2 separate regions of the Mus musculus genome follow, and region 1 is linked to region 2. A link is a contact called in public HiChIP or PLAC-seq data. All regions are on one chromosome and are shown on one strand. The core of a region is the stretch at or near the end of the contact, and the rest is flanking DNA. Distances in the headings are between cores, read along the strand shown.

Region 1 (6,202 bases), core at 214-2,713, 64 kb before region 2:
AGTTTGATAGGAAAAATGGAGGTGAAAAGACCTAAAACCCACTAGGAACATAGACAAAGGCCTGGACAGACAGACCCTCAAAGCACACACTAGGCACAGAAGAGCAGAAACTCTGCTCCATTTGTGGAAGAAAAAAAAAAGGTAAAAAGGTAAAACTGAAATATGACATTTTCTCCACATTTCTTCAAAAGGGTGTCTGTTTAAGCTGGGTGTGTGTGACACAGGAAAAGGAAAGGCAGAAGGATCCTGGGCACTAGTTCGTCCTCAGCTCCTTAGTGAGTTCAAGGCCAGGCAGGACTATGTGAGCCCATACCTTGATCAAACCAGAAAGGAAAGTAGGAAGGTGCTTTTCCTGTGTGTAGGAGCCAGGGAAGGGGCTCCAAGATACACTCCAAGTTCCCCACAACCATGTGACGAATCAGATTCTCTCTGTCCTTAACTTCCACCCCGGTTTTCATTTGAAAACATTTTAAAAGTTGCCTTGACACTTTCCAGGTAAAATCCTGGAATGTGAGAATCAACAACACCCTCCTGTCATTGCTGCAACCACAAACACTCCCAGAATGGGCTCCCAGAGCGCTGGAGGTTGGAGGGATGGAAGGACTTATGGAAAACATGCAGTTCCATGGACCATGCGACCCAGTTTAATTCCTTAGCAAAGCTGTTACTGTGAGTTTATGGACAGAGGAATAAAGGATACTTAGAGAGATACAGACAGGGGAAGCCAACTAGTGCTCCAAGTGTCCTCTGTCCTGTGCTCCAGCACATGCTGCCCCTAGCCTGTGACTTAGAGCTTTTAGTAGGAAGATCACAATGGGTTGTTCTCAATAGGAGCTTGACAGGACAGGAGAGATAAGTAGGGGGTAGATGAAACTAGTGTCCACCTGCAAGCAGGAGGTTGGATGGTGCCTCTAGCTCAAACCTCAAACCTTCAACCTTCTTGTGAGCTCCCTTGGGCTTTCCCATTAAATACCCGGAGCATTCTATGAAATTGTCTGAAGCATCCTTTTCTGTGGGTTGCCCTGGAGGATAGGGATTCACTGTGTGACTTAGATGATGAGGAAGGGCAACCAGCCCTGCTTACCTTTTGCATAGTCTTGTGGGATTTCCTGGAGGCACTTTAATCAAGAGGCACGGGGCTTTCCTCTTCTGCTTTTGTTTGCTTTCTGATGCTAGAACAAAATACTGGAGGCGGGCACATTATCACAAAAAAGAGGTTTACTTCAGGGTACAGTTTGAGATGCTGTCTGTAAACTCATAACAGCTTTGCTTGGGAATTGGGTGGCTCTGGGATGGGTCTGGCCCCTAAGCTGGGAATGGCAGAGTACGGTGGGTTTATATCATGAGCATGCAGATGTGAGAGGCCAGGATAGGAGAGGCTGCAGAGCTGGAGTCTGGTAATGGGTTTTACTAGCAGCCTCAGACCATTACTTCCTGCTCCTGGGAAATACAAAAGGCACCACAAGGTGGCACTCATCACAAAGTCTCTGACCAGGCAGAGCTCGGCCATGGAAAAACTGATGACTAATTCTGGATTTGCAAAAACAAGGCAGACAAAGGCGGTTAGACTCACCCTAAAATTTGTAGTTTGATTGGTATAATTCTTAGTTCAGCTGAGACTGAAGAGTTGGCGTCTTTGAAAGTGACCTTCAGACAAGGAGTGTGTTCAGCCACAGAGATGCATATACATTCACATATATGTACTCGCACGCATGCTATCAACTAACACATGTGCACACACACATGCACACTTACATATACACCCACATGCACACACACACATGTGTATGCACACACATGCATGAGTACACACACACACACACACACACACACTGCCTTACATGACCCCAGCTCTTCCTCAGGGCGCTAGAAGAGGGTGAGAGTCAGGTTGTGGCACCTCAGGTCGTCCTGTGACAGTGTTATAGTCCTCAAACCACAGGGACATGGAGGAGTTTGGTTTCAGGCAAGAGTTACCCCCTTTCTAGACACCCACTGCGTATGTGTATGCTGCTGGCCACCATCCCATCCATGGTCCCTGACTGTCCCACCAAGACAGGTAACAAGGATTCAGACAATAAGAATCACAGTGACTTGCCAGGGCCCAGTGTGTGCCACCTTTGCCCCCTGTGTGTATTTCTAGAATTTCCCCACCCTGAGCGCCTCTGGCACAGCGAGAGTCTATGTCTGAGCTACTTGGCTCTACAATGCATGGAGAGGAGAGGATCTACTCTGAAGACCTGGGCCCATCTCACACTATCAACATCCTGGTCTCTCACCTCAGTGGGCAAAGCAGGACAGTACAGGGAGACCCCGCCTTACCCATGATTCCTCCTTTCACCACAGGACTTCAATGACACCAACGTAGGACCTGAGGGGCAGGTAGTCTTGGGTAGGACAGAGTACGAAGGGCCTGAGACACCATGCATCACCTTGCACAGGTCAGAGCCAGCAGGACCTACAGCACTGTGAAGAGGCCCAGCTCTGAGCATGGCCACTGCTCTTGTTCCATCACTGTCTGAACTGTCTGTCCTCTGTGTCCCCACTGCTGTGGGATTGGGACCACATTCTAGTGCATGACACAGAACTGGCCTCAAAATTGAGACTTCATTTCACTGTCTAATTGTCCCCGAGTTAGAAAGAAAGAGAACTAAATTGTTCGTGTTTCTACATGTTTTGTGTATTAGTGGTGAATGGCGATATCGGGACAAATGCCTGCAGGAGATTGCCACTGCCCTAACAGCATTGTAGTTAGGGATTTCCCCAGTCTTAGGTAGAAATTGAACTCTCTATGCAATAGTGGTTCAGGTAAAGAGCAGGTGACCTGAACGTGAGTAATTTGCTCTGTCTGACTCATTATCAGCTTGCCCCACAGCACACAGTGTGAAGCACCACACTAGCTCTTTTTCCATGAGAGTGTTGTTGTTGTTGGAGGTGGTGGTTGTTGTTACTGTTGTTTTAACTACCCCTGGTCCCTGGTCTGTGCCATAAGTGCCATAAGTGCAACTTAGTGGGCTGGGGACATCTGCATTCTGACCTCTTCACGTGTCCTGTGTCCCTCAGTTCCCTCTCTTCTCCTTGGCACCTTGGCCACGATGCTCGCTCTCCCAAACACAGAGTGTAGTCAGCAAACGGATCCCTGTGCATCAGCTGCAGGAGCAGCCATGCGGGTGAGGAAAGGCAGTGGTCTGTGGCTGTCACAGCATCTGAAGTGGAGTGGAGCCACTGGGCTGCAGAGAGAAACAGTGCAGGCTGTGGGAGATTGTTCTGGAACCACCCTGCATGGCCGGACCAGTGTAACAGCCTGCTTTGTCTGTAAGAAGACTGCCTTTCTTTTAGCAATGCACACTGGAGCTGCTGGGCCTGACCTTTAGACCAGCTTGGTATGATAACCGAGCTCTTGGCCCACCAGGGCTCACCAGCCCCTAGCCTTCACTCTGGACTTCTTTGTTTAATAAGACTCCAATGTCTCTTTGTTTCTGAACTTCTAAGAGACCTCCTTGGCCTCTGTCTGTCCTCCATGACAGTTCCAGCTTTGCAATTAGTCCCAGATAGAAATCTTTCGGTTGGTTAGTCATCTCTGTTTCTTGACCTTGACAATTCACATCCGGGCAGCCTAGGGATTGTGGTACATCAAACACAGTGATAACTCAAAGCACCCAGAAATCACGAGAGCCAGAAATTGGGTGAGACCCTACTCTGTGAAACAGATTGGCAAAAGGAAGTCCTCAGGGGAACAGGAAGCAGGGGTTTGTCCTGGGTCTTCCTAGGAAGTAGATGCCAAGATGCTCAAATATGTAATAATGACATTTTAAAATATGTCGCTGAGGGACAAGGCAGACCAAGTTGGTGAGCATGAAAGGGGCCTCCTGCTGAGGCAAATATGAGTCTGGAGAATTGAGGGAGATAAGTGTGGTGGAAGGCCCGGCCCAAGCTTGGAATAAGAGTAGGGTCTCACCCAATTTCTGGGGAGAATTTTCAAATTGGGGAAATTAAGGGGAATCTGCAGGTGACTGGGCTCCTCACTCACTGGGTAGAGCAGCGTGAGAGTGAGGAGTCCCCTGGATAGATGCAGATGTTAAACAGCTCACAAGCTACTGCTCAGGGAAAACACAGCTCTGCTGTCTTGGATAAAGGCAACCATGAGGGAAAGGGGAAACATGGGGAGAACTGAGAAGGAATTCTTGTAGTCAGGGATTCTGCTCACATCTAGAGGAAAATGTATTTAATATGAAGCCTGCTTCCAACCCAGGCGATGGAGAGGCAACTTTGAATGGGTCTGGAAATGAGTGTTATGTATTTATGAAACAAGGCCCAGAGACCCTGGATGGCAGGAAAGGCTGCTCTGAACAGCAAACGGCAAGCTTGTCTCTGCAGGCAGAGAAAAGAGTGAGTGCAGGCCCAGCTACCAGTGCATTGTGCCCTGTGTAGAGAGCGACCTTCAGTTTTGGTTCTTGTATTCAAGTCAGCTATTCTTGTTCTGGTAGTGGTGCTGCCGCTGCTGACTATCAAGCCTGGGGCCTCACGCTCAGTGTAGGCAAGCCCTTTACCTTTACTCACGCTGTCTTAGGTACAGTTTCTATTGCTGTGGAGAGACACCATGACCACGGCAACTCTTGTAAAGGGAAATATTGAATTAGGGCTGGCTTACAGTTCTGAGGTTTAGTCCATTGTCATCATGGCAGGGAGCATGGCAGCAGGCAGGCAGGCAGACATGGTGCTGGAGAAGGAGCTGAGAGTTCTACATCTGGATTGGCAGGCAGCAGGAAGAGAGAGTGGCACTGGGCCTGGCTTGAGCTTCTGAAGCCTCAAAGCCCACCCCCCCAGTGACACACTTCCACCATCAAGGCCACACGTCCTAATAGTGCTACTGCCTATGAGCCTATGGGGACCATTTTCATTGAAACCATCACACACTCCCTACTTTAAAATAGATAATTGTAGATTCCCACCTTTAAAACCCTCTCCACACATCTGGGGGTGGTTTGGTTGTCCTGCTGACCCCTGCTTGCCATCAACAGGGAACAGGCCGGTTCACTGATCCATGGTAAGGTGTGTTGAGGTGCAGCTCCTGCTGTGTCAGGGTACCGGAGGGAGCCCCGTCCCTAGGCAGAGTTCTAGTGCCTCTCTGCTCTTCTCATGGCTCATCTTGGGGGAGAGTAATTAACTTCTATTCTTTTATGTCAAAGTCAAGCAACCTCCCTCCAGCCAAAGCTTGGGGCAATCCTGTTCTGCTGGCCAGATCTCTCACAACACTTGCCCTCTGCCGGCTGCCAGGCTGGGAAGCAAGTTAGTGTGCTCACTCTGCTAAGTTCTACTCCAAAGCCCTAGGCAGGCACTTGGACACCTAGCCATCACCACTAACTAAGCAGTGTCCACGGACCCATAATCCTGAGCATTAAGTAGATCTGCAGGAATGTGACCAGAGTGAATAAATTCTTCGCCTACCCTTGGATTCCAGAAGGTTCTATAAACAAAGGCCTTCATCTGCTAACTGCTCATCGGGGATATAATACAATCTCCTGCCAGTTGTCTGGATTTTAAAAAAAAAATGGATTATTTCATCTCTAAGGTTTGTGGGTCCTTTCTCTTCTGACAGTAGGAGGGGGTCTTGGCAGAAGCAAGCATTGGTTGGCCACATTAGCTCCGTCCCCTTCCATTCCAGCCTTGCTCCTGGCTCCTGTAATAAGAACCAGTCCTTTCCCTGTGTGACTTTGCTGCTTAAATGGATAGCTTCACACGGCTTCATTAGTGTCCAGCCTCATACTGACAGTCACTTGTGAGCTTTGCATAGGCCAGCTGCTTCCATTATTTCTAGAAAGGTGAAAGTGGACATTGGCAGGGGACTGAGTTCCACACACAGCCGTGAGAATCACGTGGCATAAGCCATACGAGGAACACGCTGGGCCAGATTCGTTCCTATACATTACCTAATTACCTAATAATTACCTAATTACCTAATATTGTTGGGCAGATAGCTTTTGGGTCGGATGGGAGAAGGGACTTCAATTAAACTCCTGTTTGAGGATGCAAAGTTGCAGATTATTAACGAATGCTCTCGGCTGTGTCCCCTGGAATGCTCGGACTCACAGCATGTCCCTACACATATGTTCGCAGGCTGGAAGATCTCACACCACTGAGACGTGGTTTCCACCCAGCCCCAGCCAGACAGTCATGGGGACCTCTTCTGACCCTGGCTTCCTCC
Region 2 (5,421 bases), core at 2,237-4,736:
AGCAAGCGTGAACTTGTATCTCCTTCCAAAGTATTTAAAATGTGGGCATGGTCTTGGCAAAGGAGTTTGCTGGAGGAAGCATGTCCCTGCAGGACAGAGAAGCCAGCCAGAAAGAAGGAATCCAACCATCTTGTTCAGCTACAATCCTCTGAAAGTCTGCTGGATAAGGGTTTCCTGGAGGAAAGGAGACCTCGCTGGGAAGGTCACACTGCCTTGACTCTTGGGTAGGTGACATTCTCTGGAGGTGGTTCAAGAATTTACCTATGAATGGAAAGAACCAAGGACTTACACCAGTCCTTTCAAACAAAGACATCAGCGTTTTATGATCTGAGCACCCATTTGTCCTTATAACTTTCACACAGGAAACATCAGATAAAATCCCCATCACGTGACCCCATATCCTTTCAATGCAACCCATTTTGTTTGCGGATTGTTTTGATTTGTTTTAATGCAGCCCAGACTGGCTTTGAACTCATTATACAACTGAGCATGACCCTTGAACTTCAGAACCTTCTGCATGCATACAAGACCCAGAGCCCGTAAATGTCACTGGGTGAGGGACATGGAGCTCAAGGCCTCCTGTGCGCCATCCAAGCACACTGACATTGGAGTCTCACCCTAGCTCACATTTCATTTTCCCATGGCTTTTTCCAGGGTGGGCATCTTCCTAGTGTGCTACACCACTGAAGAAAAATTATTCTGTGTCCTTCAGTGGTCACCTGTCACCAATAGTTCCTCAGGCAGGGATCAGGACTTGTGGTAAGCCATTCTGGCATCTTGGGTGCTGTTGGGCTTGCACAACAGTAACCACAGCTGTGAGTTCATAAGTGCAGTGGCCATGTTGTATCCTGAGAAAATAGCTCACACAGCTCTTCCCCTCTTCCCCTCCCCACCTCCCCTTTCCTCCTCCCTCTCCCCCTCCTCCCCCTCTGGCTCTTAGCTGCTCTCTGCCCCTCTTCCTCTGTATTCCCCAGCCTTGGAGGGGGTGATATGTGTCCCGCTTAGAGATGAAACACTCAAGACAACTCATCCTTACCACTTGGACCAAATATGAGTCTCTGCAAAAAAAAGTCTTGCCCACTGGAAAAAGATGCATCCCTGACTAAGGTTGAGAACAGCGCTAATCTATGGGTAAAAATATAAATACTGCGAAAGTGTTCTGACAACTTTTTAATTCAATAAAACAACAGTAGTATTTTCCTACTTGGCCTGTGACCTCTCAGACATACAAGTCCAGGACTTTGTATTCAACTCTATCTATCTTGGTTGTGTTGATTTAAGGAGTTTCCTCTCTTTTTCTTCTCTATACCACCCCCAGCCCTCAGTCTTTTTTGCATGCAGACCCTGCATGAATCCCCATTCATTATAGGACCCAGTGTTGAAAACAGCTAGATATTTGTGTGTACAAAGCTGTGTGGCGGTGCTAGGGGACAGTTACACACCACAGGCTGTGAAGGAGAGCCAGCATCATTTAAAGAAACAGGCAGCTGACTCCTGAAGGGGTGCTGCAAAATCATGTAAGACCCCGAAAGCAACCAGGTAAAGGTCAAGTGTGATGCCTGATAATTCTAACCTGTGACGGACAGGAAGTTTGATCGCCTGGGCAGAGTCTGGGCTGCTCTAGCCTCTCATCTGTCCCCAACCAGGAGGCAAGAAAGCCAGCGAGCTCCACTGTGGACGGAGGAGGAGGGAAGGTGCATGCTCTGCTAATCTCTTCTACAGGGAGGATTCAGACCATGGTAGCGACACTGGGAAGAAGCCCAAAGGACCTTCTGGTGTGTTTCTGGCGGCCATCTTTCTCAATCCTTGTTCCTAGAGAATGCTCTCCTGAGTGTTTACTTTGCATGAGGTGGAGCGTTCTTCCAGCTGCTCGGGCTGATAGAAAGGCTTTTACAGACCTTTCTGACGTCCCTTGACTCAATCTTCCCTGTACAAAATAAACCCCGGGGAGCTTATTACACTGAGATTCCTGGGCTCCAATCCAAACCGACCGAATCACAGTCTCCTTTGGTGGTCCCAATGCTCTTGAGTTAGGCACTCCTGAAGCCAACCATGCTTTCTATATGTAGGAGGAGGGGACTGATCTACCTATCACTCACCCACCCTTCCATCCCTTAGTCTATTAAATCTACCCAACCATTATCTTTCAAAAAATTGATTATTATAGTTATATGAGTACACTGTAGGTGCTTTTAGACACACCAGAAGAGCATCAGATCCTATTACAGATGGTTGTGAGCCACCATGTGGCTGCTGGGAATTGAACACAGGACCTTTGGAAGAGCAGTCAGTGCTCTTAACTGCTGAGCCATCTCTCCAGCCCCCTACCCAACCATTATTTATTAATTTACCCATCCACCCATCTATCTACTCTCTCACACATTCATATACCCATTCACTCATTAATCTAGGCTTTCATCATCCAATCATCCATCCATCCATCCATCCATCCATCCATCCATCCACCCACCCATCCATCCACACATCCATTCATCCACACATCTACCCAGTGATCTATCTATCCATTTATCCATCCAGTCATCCATCTATTCATGTATTCCCCTACCAACCTATCCACCCATTCATCCATTCTTCCATTCACCACCTACCCAAATACCTTCTCAATCATCTGTCTACCAATCTATATCTATTTTACCTCCCTATCTTTGCTTTTAGACACTCAAGCAAACAACCATTCATTTAGTCATTCAAATGCACTTTGAATATTACTATGTGTCAGGCTCAGACTAAAAATCAGGGCTTATATAGAGGGTTAAACAGAAGTACCTCCACTGTGAGAAATGTGGCTTGCTGTAAGGGAAGCTATGTGGTGTATTGGGAGTAATGAGTGTTATGGAAGCCGGAAGCAGAGACAGGTGCAGGAAGTGTGAAGAAGCTGCTAGAACTCCAACATCAGCATTTTGGAAAGTTCTGCAGGAAAAGTAACATTTGCCTTGAAGACTCATAAAAGTACAGAAGTGTAGGAAATATTAAAAAATGAACATGCCAACTCTCTACGGGGCTGGACCATACTCCTGTGCTCCTCCTAGCCCTCCAACTCTCCAGCCACGCCAGACCACAGGGCTCCTACCGGGCTCATACCACAGTCAGCCTTCTCAACACCAAATTACCTAGTAGAATTAAGATTTAAAGCTTAATTAACCAACCAGTATATCAATAATATCACAATTTACAAGATGCCCATATAATAATTTCAGAGCCAATTGATAATGATAAAATCTTTATCCCAATTATTCAAACCCCACACAACCAGCATGTCAGCCTCCATTCTTCTCTCCCTCTCCTCTGATACTCTCTCTGTCCCTGCAACTCTTAGCTCCACCTCCCTTTTCCCTGTCCAATCACGGGCCTCCTCTGCCCTAATGTAATTGGACAGGGAAAATCCTGCAACACAGAGGAGCCTGTATGAAGCTACCCTCACGGGAGAAAGTCCCCATTTGAGAACCCAGCAAGGATATGATGGTCCAGTGGTTGTTCTAAAAACAGAAAGCCAGTACAGTCCGGCTGGGGCAGCCAGAGAGAGAAAAGGAGTTCCTGACTAGGGTGGGGCTAAGCACTCTGTTTTCAACTATGGTTGAGATGGGAGGCTTTTGCAAGGATTGAGCCACACAGCCTGTGATCTAACTGGTTTTTACAGGATCACTCTGGCTGTCTGATTAGAGTGACCTTCTAGAAAGGAAGGGAGATGGATTGAGAAATCCCAGCTAGGAGGTAACTATAGCACTCCAGATGAAAGTCACTCCCAGGGCTGCCCCTGGAAAGGTTTTCTTACTCAGTCCTAGAGGGGGCCAGTGCACAGTCATGGCTGGAGCAAGGTGGCATCCTGGGCCTGCTGGGTGAGGGTATAAGAAGTGGGTTAGTTGGACGGTAGTGGGATTCTGGACCTTCCTTGAAGGTAGCACAGACTCACTGAAAAAGTCCCTTTCACACTGCAAGTTGGGGTCTCTTTCCTTGTTTTCCCCACACAATGACCTTCATTAGAGTTAGTACAGGCAGAACTTTTGCTTAGATTCCCAGGAACCAGAGAAGAGAACAAAACATTTCCCTAGTCTCAAAGCAAGTCCCCACTTCCCCAGAAAATGAACCCAGTATAAGGAGACAAGATGCCTATTAATAGCACATCATATTTATGCAATGACATGGTAGAGAATTTTTTTTTAGTGTTTTCTGAAAGGAAAACCACTTTGTCTTTGATGGATTTTCTGTTTTGCAGACATAATTAATCATCTTCTAGGAAATCAATTTCTCTAAGAGCAAAAATAATCTATGTTTTACCAACTGCAAATACCACTTCTATTTAAGATACGCTCTTCCTCCCTCGATTGTGCTTCTTGGCGCCAGCAGCAAGCACGCTGTCCGCATACTTGGCTAGCAGTGATCCACTGGGAAGTGTAGGGCTCTCAAAGAGTGGTGTAGACTTGAGATGCTTCTGCTTCGTGTAGAGGACTCTCCTGTCACAGAGGGGGCAAGTAAGTGGCAATATACACAGGGACAAGTGTCCTCTTAGCCTCTGACCAATAAACATTTCCTGAACGGCAATGTGGACACATCTGCAAGCAGTCTTCATTCACAGGCAGATGTGAATGTGGTAGCTCTGCCTGTGACCATTGAGTCTCCCTGTGTAATCATTCCAGGAGAGGGGCTGGGAGTCCAGGGAGTAGGGTAGAGAGGCCATCTCCATCTCCTGTTCTACAGCCTTGTTCTTGGAAGGTTTTGTAGTTGAAAAATGCACCTTCCTGTAATTTCTCCTGTGAGTTGCAGGTCTGTTTTCTGAGATTTAAACTAATGTTTTCCAAAGATGAAGATGCACCTCAAACTACTCCTGAGAATCTGCTTTTCTCTGCGTACAAGTGCATGTGTGCATGTGTGTATGTATGTCTCTGTGTGTGTGCATATGTGTGTGTGAGTATATGCCTGTGCATGTGTGTGCATAGATTCTTGTGTGTGTTATCCATAGGAGTACCTCTGGTGTCATTCCTTGGATATCATTCACCTTTCTTTCTTTCTTTCTTTCTTTTTTTTTTTTTTTTTGAGACAGGGTCTCTCGTTGAGCTAGGAGTCGGCTAAGCTGGTTGGTGGGTCTAAGGGATCCATCTGCCTCTGCATCCAAGTATCGATATAAGCACAGGCTAGGGCTTTTTTTTTTTCTTTGTATGTGAGTTTGTGAGTTCTGAGGTTTACACTCATGTCCTTGTGCTTGCAAGGCAGGCACTTTACAGAGTGATCCATTTTCCCAGGACATTCATGATTTGGAGTTCAGGTTTTTGTTTCGGGACCTCCATCCTTGTGAAGCCATTCATGTGTGTTTGCGGTGTCTGCCCTGGGTTTGTGGCTGGCACGTAGGTGAGGCATGTTTGAGTTTTGCCTCATTCCTGCCATGGCCTTTCATATCTCGGGTCA

The links. HiChIP or PLAC-seq counts read pairs in DNA pulled down with a chosen protein or histone mark.
Region 1: an H3K27ac HiChIP or PLAC-seq map of heart atrium shows a contact between it and region 2, with 5 read pairs. The contact joins two enhancer-like sites. A contact is called at or near these places in 6 of 484 Hi-C or Micro-C datasets (the Patski cell line, adipose-derived mesenchymal stem cells, muscle stem cells and 2 more) and 2 of 115 datasets of contacts at active chromatin or transcription factors (embryonic stem cells and heart atrium).

The regions. Positions count from the first base shown.
Region 1 is chr1:90,583,817-90,590,018 of GRCm38.p6, reverse strand. No RefSeq gene overlaps it. Among named protein-coding and RNA genes, the nearest start is that of Gm35192, 4.1 kb to the right of the region's middle. Within about 2 kb of position 1,463, at least 37 of the 459 cell types and tissues checked have an H3K27ac peak or open chromatin away from gene starts, as enhancers often do. A contact at or near this core is called in heart atrium, where this site is marked.
Region 2 is chr1:90,523,051-90,528,471 of GRCm38.p6, reverse strand. It overlaps a transcript of Gm35048 not described here. Among named protein-coding and RNA genes, the nearest start is that of Gm35048, 19 kb to the right of the region's middle. Within about 2 kb of position 3,486, at least 16 of the 459 cell types and tissues checked have an H3K27ac peak or open chromatin away from gene starts, as enhancers often do. A contact at or near this core is called in heart atrium, where this site is marked.